Regions from separate parts of the Mus musculus genome. Here all the other regions are linked to region 4. The links are chromatin contacts, called in public ChIA-PET, HiChIP or PLAC-seq and promoter capture Hi-C maps. All regions are on one chromosome and are shown on one strand. Each heading gives the region's core, a stretch centred on a gene start, on an enhancer-like site or on the middle of the called end of the contact. The rest is flanking DNA. Distances are from core to core; before and after follow the strand shown. Region 1 has its middle 19 kb from the start of Gm51865. Region 2 holds the start of Mprip (myosin phosphatase Rho interacting protein). Region 3 overlaps Wnt3a (wingless-type MMTV integration site family, member 3A). Region 4 holds the start of Zfp867 (zinc finger protein 867).

Region 1 (3,569 bases), core at 1-2,500, 140 kb before region 4:
CAAGCCTAGGATACACAGGTGCTAGGGGCCAGCCAGCGATCAACCAGGCAACTCCCTGAGCTGAGACCAGGCCGAGGCAGGCATCTGGCTCTCCTCCCAGCGGGGCTGGCTGGTGTGGGAGATGACTGGGGGATTAGGTAAGGAGGCACTTAGGTAATGTCTCAGAAAGGCTTGAGTGTGCAACAGTGGGAAGGTATTGGGTTGGATCCCGCCTGGCCTGTAAGGCTGACTTCAGGCACCAAGGATGAAGGTAGAGAGGAGAGGAGACAGAAGGGAATGAATGAAGGAGGAGGGGTCAGAGAAAGGGAAGAAGATGTGAAGAGGGGAGGAGGAGGAGGAGGGAAAGGAGAGGAGCAAGAGGAGATAGAAGAACAGAGTGGGAGAAGGGAGAGGAGGTTGGACTCAGGGATCAAGTGGAAGTCCTTGGTTGCCTTGCATGTGTTGTGGAGCATGGGGACCCCTAACTGTCCCCAGTTCCTGGTCCAGGTTGTTCATAGTAAGCTCCCACAGGAGCTGCTGTCAGGTTGGGGATGTTAGGGTAGGGCATGCTGACTGTAGAAGGTTGTGAGCAGGTTGGGTTGGGGTCATTCCTGGGGGTCTAGCCTGCCTGCACATGCACACACACAAACCCTGTATGCGCCCATCCCCAGCTTTCTGGAGACTGAGTTGACCTAGTCTGACCTGGGGTTGGGGTGAGGGTCTATCTGTGAGGTTCTCTATGATCCCTCAGCACACAAGAGAACTAGAGAGGACTTGCCAGTGACTTTTGTGGGGCTGGGGCTCAGGCAGGGCTGGGGCAGGGCTGGGGCAGACACACACCTGGCACCCTGGAGCCCTGGAGCTGCTTGGACACTGGCCACACTGGGGCACTGTTTTGCCCTGTCCTTCCTCTTTCCACCGCCTGCCAGGGATGGTTGGGCTCAGTTCCTGGAAGGTTGGAGCTGACCCCAACCTGTTGCCCCTCAAAGAGGTGCTGTCACCCGGGGACAGCAGGTGGAGCTTCAGGCTGATCCTCAACCCTGGACAGAAATGGTCTTGTCTCCATTTTCCAAATTCCTCCTCTGGAAGTGGGGTTAAGGGTTATAGCCCTTTCCTGGCAGCCCAGGATAATGTCCTGGGGTCTCAGCACAGTAAGGCATGGGCTGGAAAGGGGCAGTGGTCCTATCCAAAGCTTTTCTGGCCTGCTCAGGGATGGGAGTGGGGGAAGGGTCCAGCAAGTTGCCAAGGAAACAAGAGCAAACAAACACTTCCTCCCCTCACAGGCCTGCTGGCCTGCTGGGGGGCCTGTGGCAATGACCTCATCTGCCCACCCAACCCTACTCCCAAGGCCAGGCTGAAGGTGGGGGGTCCTGGGCTGTTTGTGTTGGGCCCAGATCCATGGAAACGGCTGGGGCTGGGGGTGCAGGGCTGTTCCTGCTGCAGTCTGTCAGTAGGTGGCAGGAATATGGAGAGGGAAGGAAAGTGAGAGGGCAGAGAGAAGAGAGGAGAGAAGAGGGGAGAAAGAAAGGGAAGTAGCCAAGGAGGGCATTCCAGAGGATCAGAGGGGAGGCAGGGAGGGCAGAAGTCAGGGCTGGGGTGTGGAAACTCATTGGGATTGTAAGGGGTGGGGGTGGAGGGACATTGAAGACATGCCCTGGGGTATGAGAAGACCCCTCTGGAGCCCTGTGCGAGATGAAGATAGTTGGTCTTCGGAGAGGGAAGGGCCTGGGCACAGGACTTCAGCGTAGATGACTGGCATAGGGTACCAGCTCTCTCAGGAGAACCTCCTCCAACTGTTTAGTTTAGTTTTGTTTTATTTTGAGACAGGGTTTCTCTGTGTATTCATGGCTGTGCTGGAACTCACTCTGTAGACCAGGCTGGCCTCGAACTCACAGAGATCCTCCTGCCTCTACTTCCCCAATGTGGTACCACTGCCTGTTTCTTCCAACTTTCTAAACCAAGATCCTCCCTATGGGAGAAGACAGAGCAGTATGAGAGCAGGTGTGTGTGTGTGGGGGGGGGGGGGCACACGGCGCGCACATGTGCGCGTGCGCGCGCGCGCACACACACACACACACACACACACACACACACACACACACACACTTGTCTTTCTATCTGTTTAAGAGAAGTTGGAATGGGTACTATGTCCTTGCTTGCTCCTCTTCCTATGGTATGGGGCCAGAGGCACACTGACAGTGTGTGACTGCCTTTGTTCTCTGGCTGTGTGACCTGAGGAGGCCCCTCTCCTCTGGGGCCTTCTGCTCTGGTAAAGGTTATGCCATTCGCTAGCAAGTAAACCCAAGTTTGTCATCTCCAGGACCAAGTGCTATCGTGGGAGGACTCTATGTGCTTGAGTTTTCTAACGTCACTGATAGGTTCATTCAGTATGCTGTGCAGACTGAACCTAGAGCTTGGGACCAAATGGGTAGTCAGAGGTTAGACATGCTGTGGACTAGGGGATATTTGACAGATGGATATTAAACATCCATAGTCTGAACATTCGAAACCCTGAGATCTGACATACTTCCGTCACTGAAATTTTTGAGCATCATAAAGACTTTTAAAACATTTCAGGTCCCAAGATGGCTCAGCAGATGGCACTTGCCACCGAGCCTGGTAATCTGAATTTAAGGCCATCAAGCTACAAGGTGGATGGGGAGAACCGGTTTCCCTACGTTATCCTTTGACATCTATGCATGTGCCATAATATGTACACACACACACACACACACAAACACACACACACACACACACACTCACACAGAATATAAAATTCCAAGAACTCAACTAGGTCAGCTTCTCTGGGCCGCTTGCCAGCATCAGTGACCACCTGACACCTTTCTGACCGTGGGCGCAAGTCTGAGAGTCTGTCCTGTAATGTGCAGACAAAGGCCAGATGCTGAGAGATCGTTCTCCTGCTTAGCACTTCACCCTTCACCCACTTTCTGTCTGGAACACGAGACCTGGTGGCCAAGTCACAGCAGCTATCTTGAGCTCGTGAGCAGGGAAGCCATACACGGAAGCTGATGGAGGAAAAGCGTGGGCTCCCTGCACTGCCCTTTGTTTTCATTGCCTGTGTGACTTAATGCAAATGAACACTGGCTGGGGGCATGGCTTAGCGATATAACTGGTGCTTAGCAAAGGTGAGGGTCTGGGTTCTACCTCCAACCCCCAAATCAACACATGTTAAATTTTTTATAAGACTATCTGTTTGAGTAGGTTAAGTTGAGAAAAACCAACACCTTTTTCTGTGATGATCACATGAAGCTTGGAGCATTAGGCACGCTGCAGCAATGAAATCGGAGTGCCAGCTAGGCTTGAAGCCAGGCCGGTAGTGCAGGCCTATGATCCCAGTTGCTACAGAGGTTGAGGCAGGAAGATCGAGGGTTCAAGGCTGACATTGGTCAATTCTGTGAGACCTTGTCTCAAAATAAAGATAAATAAATAAATAAATAAATAAATAAATAAATAAATAAATAAATAAATAAATAAATAAATGGAGCTGAAATATAGCTCAGTTGCAGGTTTGTCTAGCATGTGGGAGGCTCTGGACTCAATCCCCCGTACCAAAATACCACCAAACTTAG
Region 2 (3,287 bases), core at 664-3,163, 190 kb after region 4:
GTGCTGTCCTTCCACCATGTGGCTTCAGGGGACTCATCTCAACTCATCAGGTGTGGTACCAAAGGCCTTTACGCGCCTTGCAATCTTGCTGGCTCTAAGTCTTTCTTTTAAACAGCTTGTACATGCTCATAAAACAAAACCCGAAAGGAACAAAAAGGTTTTATATTGAAAATTTAAAAGTAGGTCACCTCCCAATAACCCAGTTCTTCTCCCCAGAGGCCACCACTGGTATCACTTTCCGAGTATTCGGTGCAGACAAGAACCGTCAGTCTCCCTTTACCCCTTCCCCGTCTTTATTCTGGAAAAAAATTTAAATCAACAAGGTCGCAAGGATAGTCCAGTAAACACCCTTTCCCAAAATTCACCAATTAACAATTGGCCACATTATGTGAAGTATTTTGCAAAGATGATTATCACCTAATGCTTGCAACACCTTACATTCATGTCAGTTTTGTCCATGTGGTCAGTGAGGTGCCAGTGAGGGCAAAAGACCTGCCCACAGCTGGATCAGAGCTGGGCTTTCCCCTCAGGCTGCAGGCACACTTTGATCTGGGCTCCTTCATTCCTGATTCCTTGTGCAGGAGAGCATTTCTTTCTCAAAATGGAAATGCACCTCCCCGGGGTAGTCACCAGATGACCAGTGGAAAAGTACGCAACTCTGAAGGCATTTCTCTCCTAAAGCCTCCTTGTGACCTGAGCGCAGCTGCTCTCAGTGCCACCACCTGCTCCAATATCACCTCCATTGTGAAGAATGAGTTAGTTCAGCCTGTTAAAAAACACAGGCTGACTTCTGGAACTGCCAGCCAGCTGAGCCTGGAATCTCAGGTCAAAGTGATTCCTCCTTTCTGTCTTGCCTCCCTCACTCTTTCCCTTTCCTCTCCTCCTTAGCCTCCTTATAAAGGTCTCATTACGGTCCAGACTGGCCTTAAACTCTCCACCCTCCTAGATCTACTTTCAGAGTTCTGGGACCACATACTCCTTTCTTGTTCCTCCTCCCCACACTTACACCTGCATACCTTGGGAACAGTTCTGCATGCTCTCTGCTTAGATCCATTTCACTGCTGCTGGGAACAATTTGCCTCCTAAGGAGCAGGGGTTGTCCCCCTCCATCCCCCTCCCCTCCGCCCATTCTGGACTCCTCTGTCGTTTCCTTTCCAAGTGGCCTTTTGCCTGGGAGTCTGGACAAGAGTGGCCTGTAGTATATAGTTCAGGCCCTTCTTGCAGAGTGACCTTGCACAAGCTATTCGCAGTGTCTGAGCTTTTGTCTCCTCAAGCACAAAACGGAGGTAAGAGTGCGTACGTAACTCTAGCAGAATTGGGCTCCCATAATAGAATTGACAACTCCTCACGGCTGCTGACATCTTCTAGTCACCTCGGAAACACTACGTCTTATTACTTAACTGCTCCGCGCGCCTCAGTTTCCTTACGTAAAACCGGAATGGTCACGGGAAGGTTATGGAACTTTAATGATCTAAAACACGGGAAGCACTTGAAACAATTTCTAGTCTTTATGGTGGCATCTGGGTCGACCACAGACCTAGCACACAGTAGGGGCGCAGGCTAGACGAGGCAGAAGGCCGCAGCGAAGAGACTACGAGAAAGACAGGGGCCCGCAGGGAGACCGCGGAGATCTCCGGCGTCCTTCCGGGAGCAGCCCAGCCCAACGCCGCAGCTGTCAGGCCGCGGGCGGCGGCGCCAGTCCACCAAACCTGAAAGTTCCATCCCAGCGCCTCCACCTTCCCAGCCTGGACAAGTTACCTTGCGCCCGCTGCTCCCGGTCCCGCCCCCGTCATCCATTGGTCGACGGGTTTCTTTGTTAGCAGGAGCGTGCGGGTGCCATTGGCTCGCGGGGCTGCCGGTTGCGGTGCCCCGCCCCACCCCGCCCCTCCCCGAGTGCGCGCGGCGCCCAGCTCGGTTCGTTCGCGGTGGCGGCGGGCGCCGGGTGAGCGCGACGGCTGGACTTGCCGGCCGGCGCCTTGGGGGCGGCCGCGGTGGAGCCAGCGGCCGGAGGCCGCGTCCGTCCATGGGCCCACAGCGGCCGGGCGGCGGGGCGGGGCGCGAGGCGGCGCGCGCGCTCTGAGGCCGCGGCGAGCAGGCGGGGCGCGGCGCGAGAGGGGAGGCCTTTCCGGGCCTGCGGCGGCCAGCGCAAAATGCGGCGGCGGCCGCGCTGAGTCCCCGACCCCCGGGAGAGCGCTGGGCCGTGGCGGCCCGCTCCGCGGCCGCCTAGCCGACATGTCGGCGGCCAAGGAAAACCCGTGCAGGAAATTTCAGGCCAACATCTTCAACAAGAGCAAGTGTCAGAACTGCTTCAAGCCCCGCGAGTCGCATCTGCTCAACGACGAGGACCTGACGCAGGTGAGCTGCCGCGGGTGCGGAGCTGAGAGTCCTGCCTGCGAGTCGTGCCGGGGAGCGCAGAGCCTGCGAAGGCCAAGAGAGAATAAAAATGGAGCAGGGAAAAAAAATGCGTGAGAGTTGGGGGATGGGGTTGGAATGGGGGCGGGAAGAGTATCGATAGAGCTGGGACAAAGGGAAAATCCTCAAGAATGCCGAAAAATAACATCCTTTCCCGTTCCCATAGCTCTGCCGTGTGATTCATGCTTGTTGGGTGACTCAAAAAAATGTCTGGTTTCCCTGGATAGGAACAAAGTGGGGCTTGCTTGCCACTTGTCAGTACTACCCCCCCCCTCGCCCCCCTCGCGACTTGTCTTGGGACTGGACGCAGACTTGGCCACCAAACTGTCCCAGGAATTGGCATGTTTGCGTGGGTCACCAGTTTCCATCTTGTGGAATAGAGCCTGCTCTCCTTCTAAGTCACTGTCACCGTCAGGGTCTGAAGAGAGATGAGGTGTTTCTCTTCAGATGGGTGGGTCTTGCTCTTGAACTGAAGGTAGGAATAGCTTTTGTCGAGGGGTAGGGGCTTCCCTTCTTGGTTTTGCTTTCTGGCCCAGGAGACCAAGAAGACCTGTACATTCTGGGGAAAGTTGGTTTCCCCCTCTGTCTGCCCTTAATTTGTTAGTCAGGATTTTGGACCAGGTTAGACGCTCTTCCTAACCCGTGTCAAAGTCACAGTCATGGAAAACAGAGTTCCAGACCTCCAAGTCACAGTCATGGAAAACATTGTCCTAGATTGCCAAAGACCTCCAACCCCGGAGCAGTGTAGGAGATTGGGAATTTGTGTTGGTACAAGGTCTCCAATTTGGGCAACTGGCCCTTGGGAACTGGTTGCTCTCCCGTTTCTGGTGTTGAGGATTCCTGGCCTTGTTTGCAGCACTTTGGGAAAGCACTAT
Region 3 (3,401 bases), core at 321-2,820, 210 kb before region 4:
GTCTATTTATCAGATACAGGTAAAGATAAAGAAAAGAAACTACCTGAAGAAGTTGTTCTATAAAAGAAGCAAATTCCAAAAACGGTGTCATGGCTCAGGCCTGTAATTCCAGCACCAGGAAGGCTGACGTGGGAGGATTATGAATTGAGGCCACTGTCTCTTCACCCAGATCCTGGGAGGTGGGGAGCAAAGTCCCCCTGCAGAAACAATCTCAGCTTTGCTGCGCTCTTACTGGGTTTAAGGAAAGTATCACTATCTGGGCTTCCTTCCTTTCCCTTCATCTAGTTCATTATTTATCATACGCCCATCCTCCACCAAAATACCACCCACTCAATTATCTGTCTACTGTCCATCTATCACGCACTCATTATCCATCTACTACCCATTTATCATCCATCCACCCACTCATCCATTCATCTGTCCATCCGTCCATCACCTATCCAGAATATGAGAGTCCATAATGAGCTAGGCACTAGGCTCAGAACTAGAAGTGAAATGAATCATATGGAAGGTGTCTACTCTCCAGAACCAGGTACGAGCTGTGTGCGTGTCCGTGTGTGCATGTGTGTGTGGGCTTATTGAAATTGCCTACTATTAATGAGTTGAGGTTAATCTGTGCCTTTAAATCCAGTAGTACCTTTTTATTTTTATTTTTATTTTTATATTTTTATTTATTTATTTATTTATTTATTTTTGAAATTGGGTGCACCAAAGTTTGGTGCATGAACCTTTAGGATCATATGCTATGTATGCGTTTATTTAGGACCCTCTATCTCTGTTGAAGCTTCCCTGCACAGGACTAGAACCAGGGAATCCCAGCAGACAGAAGGTTCACCCTTACCTATGTCTGCACATTACATCCACCACACCCTCCTGGAGACCACAGAAGGCTTAGGGTTGGCAGCCTGGGCTGAGTTTGTCAGGCAACAACCTCCAGATGGTCTCTGTCCTCTCAATTTCCAGACTCCAACTGGGAGATCACTATCCGACCACTGGTGGGAAGAAGGCCCAACTATGGCATAGCCATAATTGCTCAGACTGGCCAGAGCCTGCAGGTCATGGGGCATCACCTCCCTTGGGAGTGTCACTCTCCTGTCACGCTGAGGAAAGACAAACCATCTATCTATCCCATTCCCATCCCGATGTCTGAAAGTGCTTCCATAACACATTCAGTGGGTGGGCATCCCTTCCCCCACCCGTGTTCAGCACAGCAGGCAGAGGGCAGACGAGAGAACCGAGCAGCCCCAGCTGGTAGCTTGCAGCCCAGGCCCCGCCCTGGCGCCTCCCCTCCAAGGCTGCCCACCGTCCCTCCTTCCCCAGGCCCTTTTCCTGGCCTCGAGGAGCCGGGCGGCCCGGAGGGGGTGTCGCGGTGGCATTTGGTAATCACACGGAGGCACAAAAGGCCCCGGAGCCACCTGAGAGCGGAATGCGCCGGTGCCCCACCGTGGCCGCGGCCCCTGACACCGCCCGGGCCCGCGCGGCCGGGCGCCTGGCTGACCTGCTGGGGCTGATGAATCCGGCTTTGTGCGACACTGTCACGCCGCGTTAGCCCCACAATGGCCAGCGATATTTTATATGAATTTCCCCCTGGCCGGTGATTAGGCGATCGCCGGCCAGTCATAGCAACCTGGAAGTATGCGCTGCCCGCCGCGCCGTCGGGCGCGAGGGGAAATCCTCTTTCAGACGCTTTAATTCAACACCCCGAAGGGCGTGTGAATCGCCAACAGCATTTTCACTTTTCCCTTGTGCTTAATCTTGTCGTCCTCGCAGGGACATTGTGCTCAGAGCCGAGCGCAGTGGGATATCGGCCGGGGTCCCCCCTCCCACAGCGGAGAGTTAATGATATACCGGAGAGGCCCCCGGAGCCAGGGGAGCCCCCCCACCCCCAACGCATCGTAAATGGTAACACTTTCGGATGGGGGGGTCAGGGGTCGCAACCTGGATTTGGGGACTCTGCTTCCCTAAAAAGCTGCCCTTTCTGTCCCTCCGGAACCCCTAAGCTCCGGCTGTCTTGCAGGCTAGTCTCATTGGAGTCGATCCTTCCATAGGCTGAGCACACAGAGAGGTGGAGGACCACCCCCTGAGGAGCCACGAAGCTGAGGCCAGTCATCAGGAAGGGGTTTTGCCTGGGGGAGGGGAAGAGGCCAAGCTGTTGTTCCCTGCCCAGAAGCCAAGTAGGGCTTGGGGTGAGTTCAGCAGATACTGAGAGTCTGATGTTCAAAAGCAACCAACTCTGCTAATAGTTGTGGCAGAGGTTTGGGGGACCCAACAAAGTCCAGCCACTATGGGTTGAGGGTATGGCTGGCCTGGAGGTATGTCACAGGCTGGAGGAAGGGACCACACCCAACACGAGGTAAGATGCTCTGGCTGGAGACACTGTCCAGGCCAGCAAGGCCCAAATGAAGACTTCGCAGTGAATAAAGGTTGCCTGTACAAGCAGTGAGCCCCCAGGAGTCCTTAGGGACTTGGGGAGACCACCCCCAAGTGGGGTGGAGTGTTGCAAGGTGGGTAGAAGATGCTCCTCCCTCATAGGGAAGCCAGCTAGGAGCTTCTGAGGACTCCAGGCACAGCCACCCCCGTACACAGGCAGGTAGAGACCCTAGTTTCCACGGCTGTGGGCTTCAGACCATGTGCCTTTATGTCTTACATGCAAATGTCACACACAGCCAAAAGAAAGCTGTCCCCTCACAAGGACACATAGTGTTTAATAACCTGCTTCCTGGACTCTGCCCCCACCCCCCAATCCTGTGAGCCTCCCACTTGTCCCCTTCCAGCCTGACCAGCTGTTTTATTGACCTTCGTCCTGTGACCCCTACCTCTGGCCCAGGCTGGCCCTGCAACCACCCCACCCATTTCATCTTGCCAGAGGTCAATACAGGGGAGTCACCTAGTACCTGCCTCCAAGTGTCTGAGGCTTGCCTCAAGGGATATAAACGGTTCACAATCATCCTGTACTCAAAATTCTTCAAATGCTTTCTGATCCCGAGTAGGTAGGTAGGTCGCTCCCTGCTACTTTTGGGTGCAAGAGCAGAGCCCTCTAGGACCTCGTTCTGCATTCAAGGGCTAGAGCTTCCTCACGCTCAGGTTAGCATCCTGAGTTTTAGGCTGACACAGGGCAGATGGTTTTGGGATTAGATATGAGCAAACACTTGCCTTGTATACACACAGGCACCCATTCACACATGCATGCTCAATGCATATACATATGCACACACGCCTGTACCGTGTACATGGTCACACCCACACAGAGACAGACACCTGAGCACACATGTACGAGCATTTGTGTGTAGCTACCATTCACACATCTATACATATATAATCAATACCTGTGAGTACATACACAGGTGCACAAATGTATATGTGCACTGACACGTGCACACATCTCCACATATCCATACACA
Region 4 (3,132 bases), core at 161-2,660:
ATTGAGATGAGGACTATTCGATTGCTCCAGCTCCAGGTCCTCTAGCTGCTCCTCGAAGAGGTTTCACCCCAGATCTCAGGCTGCTGTCTAAGTGGATGATGAAAGGTCAACTTTAGGCTAGGACATATGGCAGCTATAAGAAATTTGTCAGCATCTGGCAGTTCTGAACCTGGGACCATTACTAATAGGAAATGAAAAAGATATTGTGTCAATTTCTATTTATTTAGCAACGAAAATAAACAGTAATGGTTGTCACTTTTAAAACCTTTTACAGTAGAAGTTGGCATTTGAAAATACTGGTACTGAAACTGTTGGGGGCGGGGGGCACTGCAGAGATGGCTCAGTGGTTAAGAGCATTTGTTGCTCTTGAAGAAAGCTGGATGGAGTTCAGTTTCCAGCAACCACTTTGGGGCAGCTCATAACCGCCCATACCTTTAGCTCCAGGGAATCTGACACCGTCTTCTGACTTCCTCAGACACCCACACACGTGTGTGTATCCACATACAGCCACAAATAAAGGCGGGATGACCGCCTGGCATCCCGGCCTTCACTCTGCCGCTGAGGGCACAGAGATAAGTTATGGTCCTTAACCTGCAGTCACCCAGGATTCATGGAAGGACAGCCCTTCACAGAAGCAGGAGCTATCTCCAGAGAAACACCTAGTCCCCTTCAGGTCTCAAATGAGCGGAGACAAAGATGGGCGGGGCCCACCTTACATTAGGCTGCTGTGTTTAAGCTTTTTTTTTTTTTGGTCTGGCCTTCCTCTATTTAAGCCTAAAGCTCCTGTCCAAAGATCAATTGGGGTAGGAGTGTCCTAGACCCTTCATCTGTCCCGCTTCTACGGTGCCCGCACTGACGAAATCTCTCTCGGCTTTTTCCTACTAACCAACCATCGATGTCCTGAGACTAGCGGGGGGACGGCCCTAAAGACTGGAATTTTGGGACTTCACTGTGAACACGGGGGCGTGGGACAGGCAGGCGAAGAGTAAATAGATTGAGACCCCACTTTCCAAGACTCGGGAAAGCCCAGCCATGGCTGAAGGGCGGGAACCCACAACCAAGAAGCCAGCGTCCCAAGTCCTAAGGTGGGTCGGCCATGACGCCCCAAGTCCTGAGGTGAGTCGGTCAGGCCGCCGCGAGGGCAGATGGGAAGCGAGGGGACCCAGGACACCCAGGACACCGGACAGCACCGGGATCGGGCCGCAGACACCAGCTACGGAGGCCTTCCCTGCGGCTGGTACTGGTTGGCTGTAGCCAGCGTCGGCCGGAACGCTCACCATTTCCGAATTTCTGCTGTCCCGCATCGTCGTCGTCTGCACCTCATAAGGACGCTAGCTACAGCGGAGCCACCATACACAACTGTGAGCCAGACATAGAACCTGAAGAAACGGAACCTGAACAAGAACTAAACAGTGAAAAGAACCAAACACCGCGAGAGTAAAGCATCCTGCCCCGCCCCTCCGCTCGAGCTGCGGCCTGATTGGACAATTCCACTCTGATAGACGAAGGGTTTGGACACGCCCCCAATCCTTGAGTGATTAGGGATGTAATCTAACCTTTGACAGAGAGATACTTACGGGACAAGATTTGTTTGCACTCTAGCAATGGCCCTGCCAGGACAGGACACACTTGTACTTTACCTACAGAAACATATCCATGGAACAATAACATATAGATAGATAGATAGAGAGAGAGATAGAGATAGAGATAGATAGATAGATAGATAGATAGATAGATAGATAGATAGATAGATATACACATATACATACACACACACACATATGCTATTTACAACTGGAAATTCCTAACATGACAATTATTTGAAATTTTTATTGTGAATACATTGAGACAGGGAGGGTCTCGTGTAGCTTGCCTCAAATACAGTTCAGGCCAGCCTTGAACCCCCGGATCTGCTTGCCTCCATCTTTGGAGTGCTAGAAGGACATGTGTGCTATTATGCATCACTGGGGATCCTGCTAAGGACTTCTTGTATTCTAAACAAGGACTCTGCCAACTGAGCCAGAGCCCTCATTTTTAAAAATTTAGATGTCATAATCTTCCTAGCTTGAGGACTGTAATGGCTATTGTTGGTTGTCACCTTGGCTACGTCTAGAATCAACTAAAACCCGAGAGGCTGGGAATGCTTGTGAGCGATTTTTCTTGACTGGATCATCTGAGGTTAGAGGACCTACTCTAACCCTGAAGCACACCTTCATGACAGGCTATATGATGCAATGTGGAAGAAGGAAGCTCCTGCTCCTTACCTGCTTGTCTCCCCTCCCATTGGCAAGTCTGTCTCCCCTGCCACCAAAGCATGCCTTTGCTGCTATTAGAATCTACTTCTTTAGGGTTCCAGTGTCTACTGAGGACCAACAGAGACATCCGTCCCCATGGGTTGCCCACAGCTCTCTGTTGGGGGACAGCTAGTATCGAACTAGCTGAACCACAGCCTGTAAAGCACTCTAATAAATTATATATATACTATCAGCTCTGTTCATCTAGAGAGCTCTGGCCAAAACAAGGAGCTAGCCTGAGCTTTAAAAGGGAAGGCACTCCTCTAAGATAGCAATGTTGAATAGAAGTTTTGTTTGTTTGGTTTTTTTTTTTTTTTTTTTTTTTTTTTGGTTTTTCGAGACAGGGTTTCTCTGTGTAATGTTGGCTGTCCTGGAACTCACTCTGTAGACCAGGCTGGCCTTGAACTCAGAAATCCGCCTGCCTCTGCCTCCCAAGTGCTGGGACTAAAGGCATGCGCCCCCACTGCCCAGCTTCGAATAGAAGTTAATGAAGGGCCACATCTATAATTTTTTTTTAAAGGGTGAAGCACTCCAATGCCAATTTATTTTAATCGGGCTCTGTGTTATCTATGGTTTGCCTCTTTCCCTTATAATCGCACAACCTTTGAAAATTACATAAGTTGTAATGATCTAATACTATTAATAGCCATTCAGAAAAAAAAGTCCCCTCCCGCCCAACAACCATCCAGGGGAAATTTAAAGTCCTCATTAGAGGCCAGCTCAACACGGCCTCTACCCTGGTAGAAATAAAAATAAAAAAGATGAGGAGAAAACAAATCGGCTAAGAGGTGTGTTGCCAGTGTCTTTCAGGAGTGGGGCCCTGGCTGTTGCCTGGGTG

The links. Promoter capture Hi-C pulls out the DNA fragments that hold promoters and counts their contacts. ChIA-PET counts read pairs in DNA pulled down with a chosen protein or histone mark. HiChIP or PLAC-seq counts read pairs in DNA pulled down with a chosen protein or histone mark.
Region 1: a contact with region 4 is called in an H3K27ac HiChIP or PLAC-seq map of epiblast stem cells. The contact joins the enhancer-like site here to the promoter of Zfp867 in region 4. A contact is called at or near these places in 9 of 39 promoter capture datasets (the HPC-7 cell line, cranial neural crest, embryonic stem cells and 6 more), 3 of 15 datasets of contacts at CTCF or cohesin (CD8 T cells, the G1E-ER4 cell line and the NIH/3T3 cell line), 16 of 484 Hi-C or Micro-C datasets (the AML12 cell line, the C2C12 cell line, the G1E-ER4 cell line and 12 more), 20 of 115 datasets of contacts at active chromatin or transcription factors (the HPC-7 cell line, bone marrow-derived macrophages, craniofacial prominence and 13 more) and 3 of 9 other capture datasets (adipose tissue, liver and pancreatic islet).
Region 2: a contact with region 4 is called in an RNA polymerase II ChIA-PET map of memory CD8 T cells, with 9 read pairs. The contact joins the promoter of Mprip here to the promoter of Zfp867 in region 4. A contact is called at or near these places in 1 of 39 promoter capture datasets (stem cell-derived epiblast-like cells), 1 of 484 Hi-C or Micro-C datasets (embryonic stem cells), 2 of 115 datasets of contacts at active chromatin or transcription factors (effector CD8 T cells and memory CD8 T cells) and 1 of 9 other capture datasets (pancreatic islet).
Region 3: a promoter capture Hi-C map of cranial neural crest shows a contact between it and region 4. The contact joins the enhancer-like site here to the promoter of Zfp867 in region 4. A contact is called at or near these places in 6 of 39 promoter capture datasets (the 3T3-L1 cell line, the C10 cell line, HPC-7-derived erythroid cells and 3 more), 1 of 15 datasets of contacts at CTCF or cohesin (the NIH/3T3 cell line), 2 of 484 Hi-C or Micro-C datasets (both in bone marrow-derived macrophages), 11 of 115 datasets of contacts at active chromatin or transcription factors (embryonic basal ganglia, embryonic brain, embryonic forebrain and 6 more) and 2 of 9 other capture datasets (adipose tissue and liver).

The regions. Positions count from the first base shown.
Region 1 is chr11:59,335,256-59,338,824 of GRCm38.p6, forward strand. No RefSeq gene overlaps it. Among named protein-coding and RNA genes, the nearest start is that of Gm51865, 19 kb to the left of the region's middle. Within about 2 kb of position 1,251, at least 37 of the 459 cell types and tissues checked have an H3K27ac peak or open chromatin away from gene starts, as enhancers often do. A contact at or near this core is called in the AML12 cell line, adipose tissue, epiblast stem cells and 1 more, where this site is marked.
Region 2 is chr11:59,660,594-59,663,880 of GRCm38.p6, forward strand. Mprip (myosin phosphatase Rho interacting protein) reads left to right here and starts at 1,914. Exons shown (of 24, transcript NM_001368931.1): 1 at 1,914-2,355. The coding sequence starts at 2,233.
Region 3 is chr11:59,262,726-59,266,126 of GRCm38.p6, forward strand. All of the region lies in intron 2 of Wnt3a (wingless-type MMTV integration site family, member 3A), which reads right to left. Among named protein-coding and RNA genes, the nearest start is that of Wnt3a, 26 kb to the right of the region's middle. Within about 2 kb of position 1,571, at least 57 of the 459 cell types and tissues checked have an H3K27ac peak or open chromatin away from gene starts, as enhancers often do.
Region 4 is chr11:59,471,064-59,474,195 of GRCm38.p6, forward strand. Zfp867 (zinc finger protein 867) reads right to left here and starts at 1,411. Exons shown (of 4, transcript NM_178417.3): 1 at 1,278-1,411. The coding sequence starts at 1,304. It also overlaps the pseudogene Gm12263.